Linked DNA regions of Mus musculus: region 1 is linked to region 2. The links are chromatin contacts, called in public Hi-C maps. All regions are on one chromosome and are shown on one strand. The core of a region is the stretch at or near the end of the contact, and the rest is flanking DNA. Distances in the headings are between cores, read along the strand shown.

What was found. Hi-C and Micro-C count contacts between places; a contact is called where the count stands out from the background.
Region 1: a Hi-C map of uterus shows a contact between it and region 2, with 2.2 times the contacts expected there. The contact joins the promoter of Vstm2b here to the enhancer-like site in region 2. A contact is called at or near these places in 1 of 39 promoter capture datasets (hippocampal neurons), 5 of 484 Hi-C or Micro-C datasets (cerebellar granule neurons, myocytes, nephron progenitors and 1 more), 2 of 115 datasets of contacts at active chromatin or transcription factors (neural progenitor cells and stem cell-derived neural progenitor cells) and 4 of 9 other capture datasets (adipose tissue, embryonic stem cells, liver and 1 more).

The regions. Positions count from the first base shown.
Region 1 is chr7:40,897,946-40,900,645 of GRCm38.p6, forward strand. It overlaps Vstm2b (V-set and transmembrane domain containing 2B), which reads left to right and starts at 1,333. Exons shown (of 5, transcript NM_021387.3): 1 at 1,333-1,504; 2 at 2,059-2,243. The coding sequence starts at 1,423. It overlaps A230077H06Rik (RIKEN cDNA A230077H06 gene), which reads right to left and starts at 379. Exons shown (of 5, transcript NR_040329.1): 1 at 254-379.
Region 2 is chr7:40,697,121-40,699,820 of GRCm38.p6, forward strand. No RefSeq gene overlaps it. Among named protein-coding and RNA genes, the nearest start is that of 4933402C06Rik, 24 kb to the left of the region's middle. Within about 2 kb of position 1,286, at least 14 of the 459 cell types and tissues checked have an H3K27ac peak or open chromatin away from gene starts, as enhancers often do. A contact at or near this core is called in uterus, where this site is marked.

The sequences.
Region 1 (2,700 bases), core at 83-2,582, 200 kb after region 2:
GAAGATGCAAGCGTGGAGGATGGGCTCTGGAACGTGTACTCCACCTCTGCCTGCTTCCACCCGGGGGCTGGAGGATCCCCTTTGCTTTGGGTACAGAGTGGGAAATGGCCAGGAAGAGCTTGCTTGCAAGGACACAGGGACTAGCCCTCTCTCTGGGCAGGAAGACGGTCCCCACCCAGAAACCTCCTGAGCCCTGAGTCGTGCCCGGCGCTCCCCATTTCACCCCACCCGCACCACCTCTGCTGTCACTCACGGCCACTGCCTGCTGGCTCCCTGGTGCGCTCCGCGCCACAGGCACCTGCTCGCCCGGCGCTGGACGCTCAGTTCTTGTTCCCACACTGCGGACTCCTAGTCTTCACTGTCACTTGGTCTTGCTGCTGGCCGGACATAGCACTCCTCCCTTCTTGCATTCCCCTGGAGCCCACCCACCCGCCATGGCCCGGGTCTGGGCCAAAGAGTGGCGTGGCTCGTGGTCCAAACCTGGGTAAGGAGTTGGAGACACTGGGGGCTGCGGAGAGGGTGGGGGACACACAGAAAGCAGGGTGGAGCAGCTGTCTCCAGAGATGGACACTGGGAAGAAGCCAGGAGTTTGGGTGGGAGGACCCCCTAAGCAAAGCAGACGCGGGGTGGGGTTGCGCTGCAGCTAGAGAGATGGTGGTCGCTACGAATGACCCCGCGGCGGGGGCGGGAGGTGGGGGACGACGGGGTAGGGGCGGGGCGGACTCCGAGAGGAGGGCGGGGGTGATGCTGTGGAGGAGGCTGCTCGCCACCCAGCCACTGACCGCCCCCTCCATTCCTCTCCCCTCCCCCCTTTCCCCGCCTCTCTCGGGCTGCGGGTCGGCCACGCTGGACCCGCTCTCCCCGCGCTGCGCTACGGTCGGACGCCAGGTCTGCACGCCGCGGCTGAGCGCCCACTCGCCTTGAAGAGTGAGCGGTGGAGAAACCAGCGGGGGCGGCGGCGGGAGAGCTCCCCGGGAGTCGGAGGAGGTGGCAGTCGGGAGCCCAGCCAGAAGGAGACCAGGAGGCAGACGTTGGTGCCTTACAGGCACTCACTCCCTTCTCCAAGGATGGATCCTGGCGCAGTCCGGCAGTTTCCTGGCCCGCCCGCCAGAGTCTGAACTGCGGATCCCTATTCTCCTGTGGAGCACCGGACTGAAGGAGGTACAGACCGAAGGATCCTCCTGGAGGGACCTCGTCTCCTGCGTCCCCCGCGTAGCGCCCCCCGCCGGAGCCGCGCCGGGCCAGCCGGCAAGGAAGCTGGGCTGATTGGCGGCCGCCGGCGGCCAGGGGAGGGGGCGCCGTGCGGGGCCATGGCAGGCTCCGAGGCGTCCTAGCCGGAGCTCGAGCCGGAGCCGAGCCCAAGCTGCCGCCGCCGCCGCCTCTCCGCGCCGGGCCCCCGCCGCCGCCGCAACCCTGCGGGAGATGGAACAGCGGAACCGGCTCGGCGCCCTCGGATACCTGCTACCTCTGCTACTGCACAGCCTGCTGCTCTTCGTGGCCGACGGTGAGCGCGGGAACTTCGCGGCCGCGATGGGCTCAGGGGACCCTTTGCTAAGGCCACGGAAGTCTGCCCGCTGGCCACCGCGGAGGAGGAAAGGAAGCGGCAGGCTTTACGGTCTCCAGCAATTCGGGTGTGCAACCCAGGCTGGGAGTGGGTAGGAGCACGAGCGCAGAAGAGGGTCTCTGCAGCTGTGGCGTCCGCTTAGGGAGTCCTTTCACCCAGTCCCCGCTAAGCAGAGGAGGCCTGCAGCAAGCCAGAGTTGGCGCTTCCCAGCCCAGCTCCAGTGATACGGCCCTACCTCCCCTAAACCCTGCACGACCTGGAGGGGAGTAGCCTGCAGCAAGTGGCGGACCCCCGCTGCCACCTTTGCAGCTGCTCCCTGAACTTTGCTGGAGCCTCTCGCCCAGGGTCACTTAGTAGCTGGGGACAGGAGTGTGGGTGAGCCCAAGGCCCGGTAGCAGGAGACCGACCGCCTCAGCCTCGGGTAGCCCCAAGCTCTCCCAACCCTACCCCCACCTCGCCTATCCCCTGGTCACGCCTCTCTCTCCCGCCCCCAGCTACATTCACCGAAGTCCCCAAAGATGTAACCGTGCGAGAGGGTGACGATATCGAAATGCCCTGCGCGTTCCGGGCCAGCGGAGCCACCTCTTACTCGCTGGAGATTCAGTGGTGGTACCTCAAGGAGCCTCCCCGGGAGCTGTTACACGAGCTGGCGCTCAGCGTGCCGGGCGCCCGGAGCAAGGTAATCCGCTGCCCTTCGCTGCACCCGTGCTTACCCGACTTCTTCCAGTGGAAGTGAGGGGTACCTCCACAGGGCGCTGCCCTGTCGCTCAGCCACCTCCCGTCCTCTGTATCTCCACAGTATTGACAAAGTAAACGGATGTCCCCGGATGCTATAGGTTCTTTATCACTCTTTCCCCTTCTCGCCCAGCCCCTGAAAACCTACACACACCTGGCCCAATTTTCCTGCTCATGCAAGCTAGCTTTGGGACTATACTCTGATGGGTGCTAGCGTGAGAAAAAAAGCAGATCACTTGATTCTGGCAGGCTCTCTTCTGCCACTCTGGGGTCCCAGGGCCAAGGAGTTCAGCTCCTTCAGATTGTGTTTATGTGGTAGAGAAGAGGGTACTAGAGCATGGTAGCCAGCAGGTCACTCACCTCTAGCTTCCATAGGGTCTGAGAAACAGCTCCACCCTCAG
Region 2 (2,700 bases), core at 36-2,535:
AAGAAAGAAAGCTGTGAGTAGACTCTTAGGAGCAGCAGAGCTGAGTGAGTCAGGCAGTTCACCCAGGACCCACCTACAGGGATGTAATGTCTATGATACAGTTTCACTGGTCCCTTCTGGTGCTTGGTGAAGGCATGCTTCCCACGTGGGTCAAGCAGCAATGGTACCCATTTGAGGACAGCAGTGAACAGTTTTTGTTTGTTTGTTTGTTTGTTTTGTTTTGTTTTGTTTTCCAGAAACAAGGATTACATTCCCTCCCTTCTTTTTTATTTCCATGGAGAAGAGCCATTTTGCACCTGGGAGTAGTGCACCAATTTCTATGGACTGCTAGAATTCAGAATAGCCTCGTGAACAGGAATGGACAATCTTGTTGACAGTGACAATATTTACAAAATATGCTCTGACATTATAAAGGGGAGTAGAGAGTGGAGAGGTGTCTACTCTGCACAGCCCTGAGGACAGTGTGGAAATGACCCCTCCTCTGCAGCATTCCCCTGGCTTCATGACTCTTGAGCACAGAGCAGCGCTCATAGCCCAGATAACCTGCTGGATCCAGGGCCCTGCGCAAGTAAGAGGAACGACATTCAGATCCAGCTCAGCCTCAATGCTGTGGTCATTTTCCCGAAATGTGACTTGGATATGAAGTGTCTTTAATGAGCTGAAGGCTTAGTCCTCACGGCCATGTTCAGAAGTGAGGCTCTGGAGAGGCAAGTGAATCACGACGGCTCTGGCCTCAGAGGTTCATAATTAGAGTATTGGAAAGGGGTGAAACTGTGGCGGCTGAGACCTGACTGGAGGAAGGAAGTAGCTGGGGGGTGGGGGGGGGGTAAACAATGTGCCTTTGGAGGATATATCTTATTCTCCCCTCCTTTCCCTCCTCTCCTCACCCCTCCCCTCCTCTCCTCTCTTCTTCTCTCCTTTCCTCTCCTCCCCTCCCCTCTGCTCTACCCTTTCCTCCCCTCTCTTCTCCCCTCCCTTCCCTTGCTGGTTTATCTCTTCCTCTCCCTCTTTCTCTCCTTCCCTCTTTTCTCCTTCTTTCCTTTCCCCCTCCTTCTTCTCCTTCCCTCCCACAATAAAGAAAGAGCTTTGCTCTCACGCATCCTTACCACATGAGGTCTAAGATTTGAATTCCTGTACGCCATAAAAACTTTCATGACCCTGGCAAGCAGTCCACTGCTTCTGGCAATCCGTGCTCATCTGTTTCTGTAGACTGTGATAACACAGGCCTGCACTGTGTCTGGGGCCCTTCCTACAGGGAAGGATAAAGCATAAAAAAAAAAAAAAAACCCAACTCAGGCTACAGCCCTGCTGTTGAGTCACAAGGATGGAGGTAGTGGCTCTGCAGTATTCAGGGCCTAGTGCTCATTTTACACTATTATGTAACAACCTGCCACAAACAGCACACATTCGTGAGCTTTCATTTTCCAAGGCTGAAGTCATGAAGTCAGTGAACTTGATCCTTCCCAGCTCGTTCAGCATGTGGTCAGAAGTCACAGAAGTCAGCTCCCTGGACATACAGGACTGACATTCATGTTTTCTTGTGAGCTGTTGGCTATCATCACTCTTAGCTTCCAGTCACCTCTGCTCTCCTATTCATAACCCCCATTGTCAGATCACAGTATCAGTGTCTGACTTCTGCCAATCCAGAAAGACTCTGGCCCATGCTTGAATCTCTCTGATATTTCTGCTTTGTACTCTAGACCCATATTTAAATGAGTCATGCTAGGCCCAAAAATAATCTCCTTTTGTTACCTCAGCTCATATGTGTGGTGTGTGTGTGTGTGTGTGTGTGTGTGTGTGTGTGTGTGTGTGTGTGAAGAGAGAGGGGGGGGAGGGGGGGAGGGGGTGGGGGCGAGGGCGAGGGAGAGGGAGAGAGAGAGAGAGAGAGAGAGAGAGACTATCCATCTATCTATTTGGTCAATTGATAGATGGATACTGGAGATTGCACCCAGGACCTAGTTTATGCTCTATTTCTGCATTATGTCCAGCTCTGATTAGCATTCTTAAGCTCATAGGTAAGTCATGCAGCAAAATAATGAAGATAAAGCCCCCATAGTATTCATACACTCTCAGTTTCTGACACACACAAAAAGGCTGAATTATACAAACTGTACAACTGGGGCAGGAATCCACTTTTAGAATTCAGCAGTCAAGGCACCTCAATTGGAGCACAGCCATAGCCAATCCAGATGTGCCTTAGCTCAGTGCCCCCTTGACAGCTCATACCAGCCAGGCAGTCACTGATACAGACAAAACATCCCGCAGTGACCCTGTTGGTGAGGGAAATCTGGACAAAGGGTGCATTGCCTTCGTGGTGTGGAATTGTTGGCCTTGGTTAGCTGGCTTCTCTTTGAAAGTCTAAGATCTGAGGTGTGTATCTATGTACATATTATACATATGCATGCATGTGCATACACATGATTATGTGTGCAATATGCAGAATGTTTGATTATGTGTGAGCATACAGATGGAAGAGCACAACTCAGACTGAGCAGGACTGGCTGAGCTGAGCTGAGCCATTCATTGGACAGGTCTCTGCCCAGAACATAGACAATTAATTACCTCTTATTCTTCTCTCTGTTCTCAAGCTGTAATATGAAGAATGGATCAGATGGTCTCTAGGAATGCATACATTGGTAAGGCTGCGCCATCTGATGTGGAGATCTTCCAGAGTTTTCCTTGGCTCTTGCCTGATTTCAC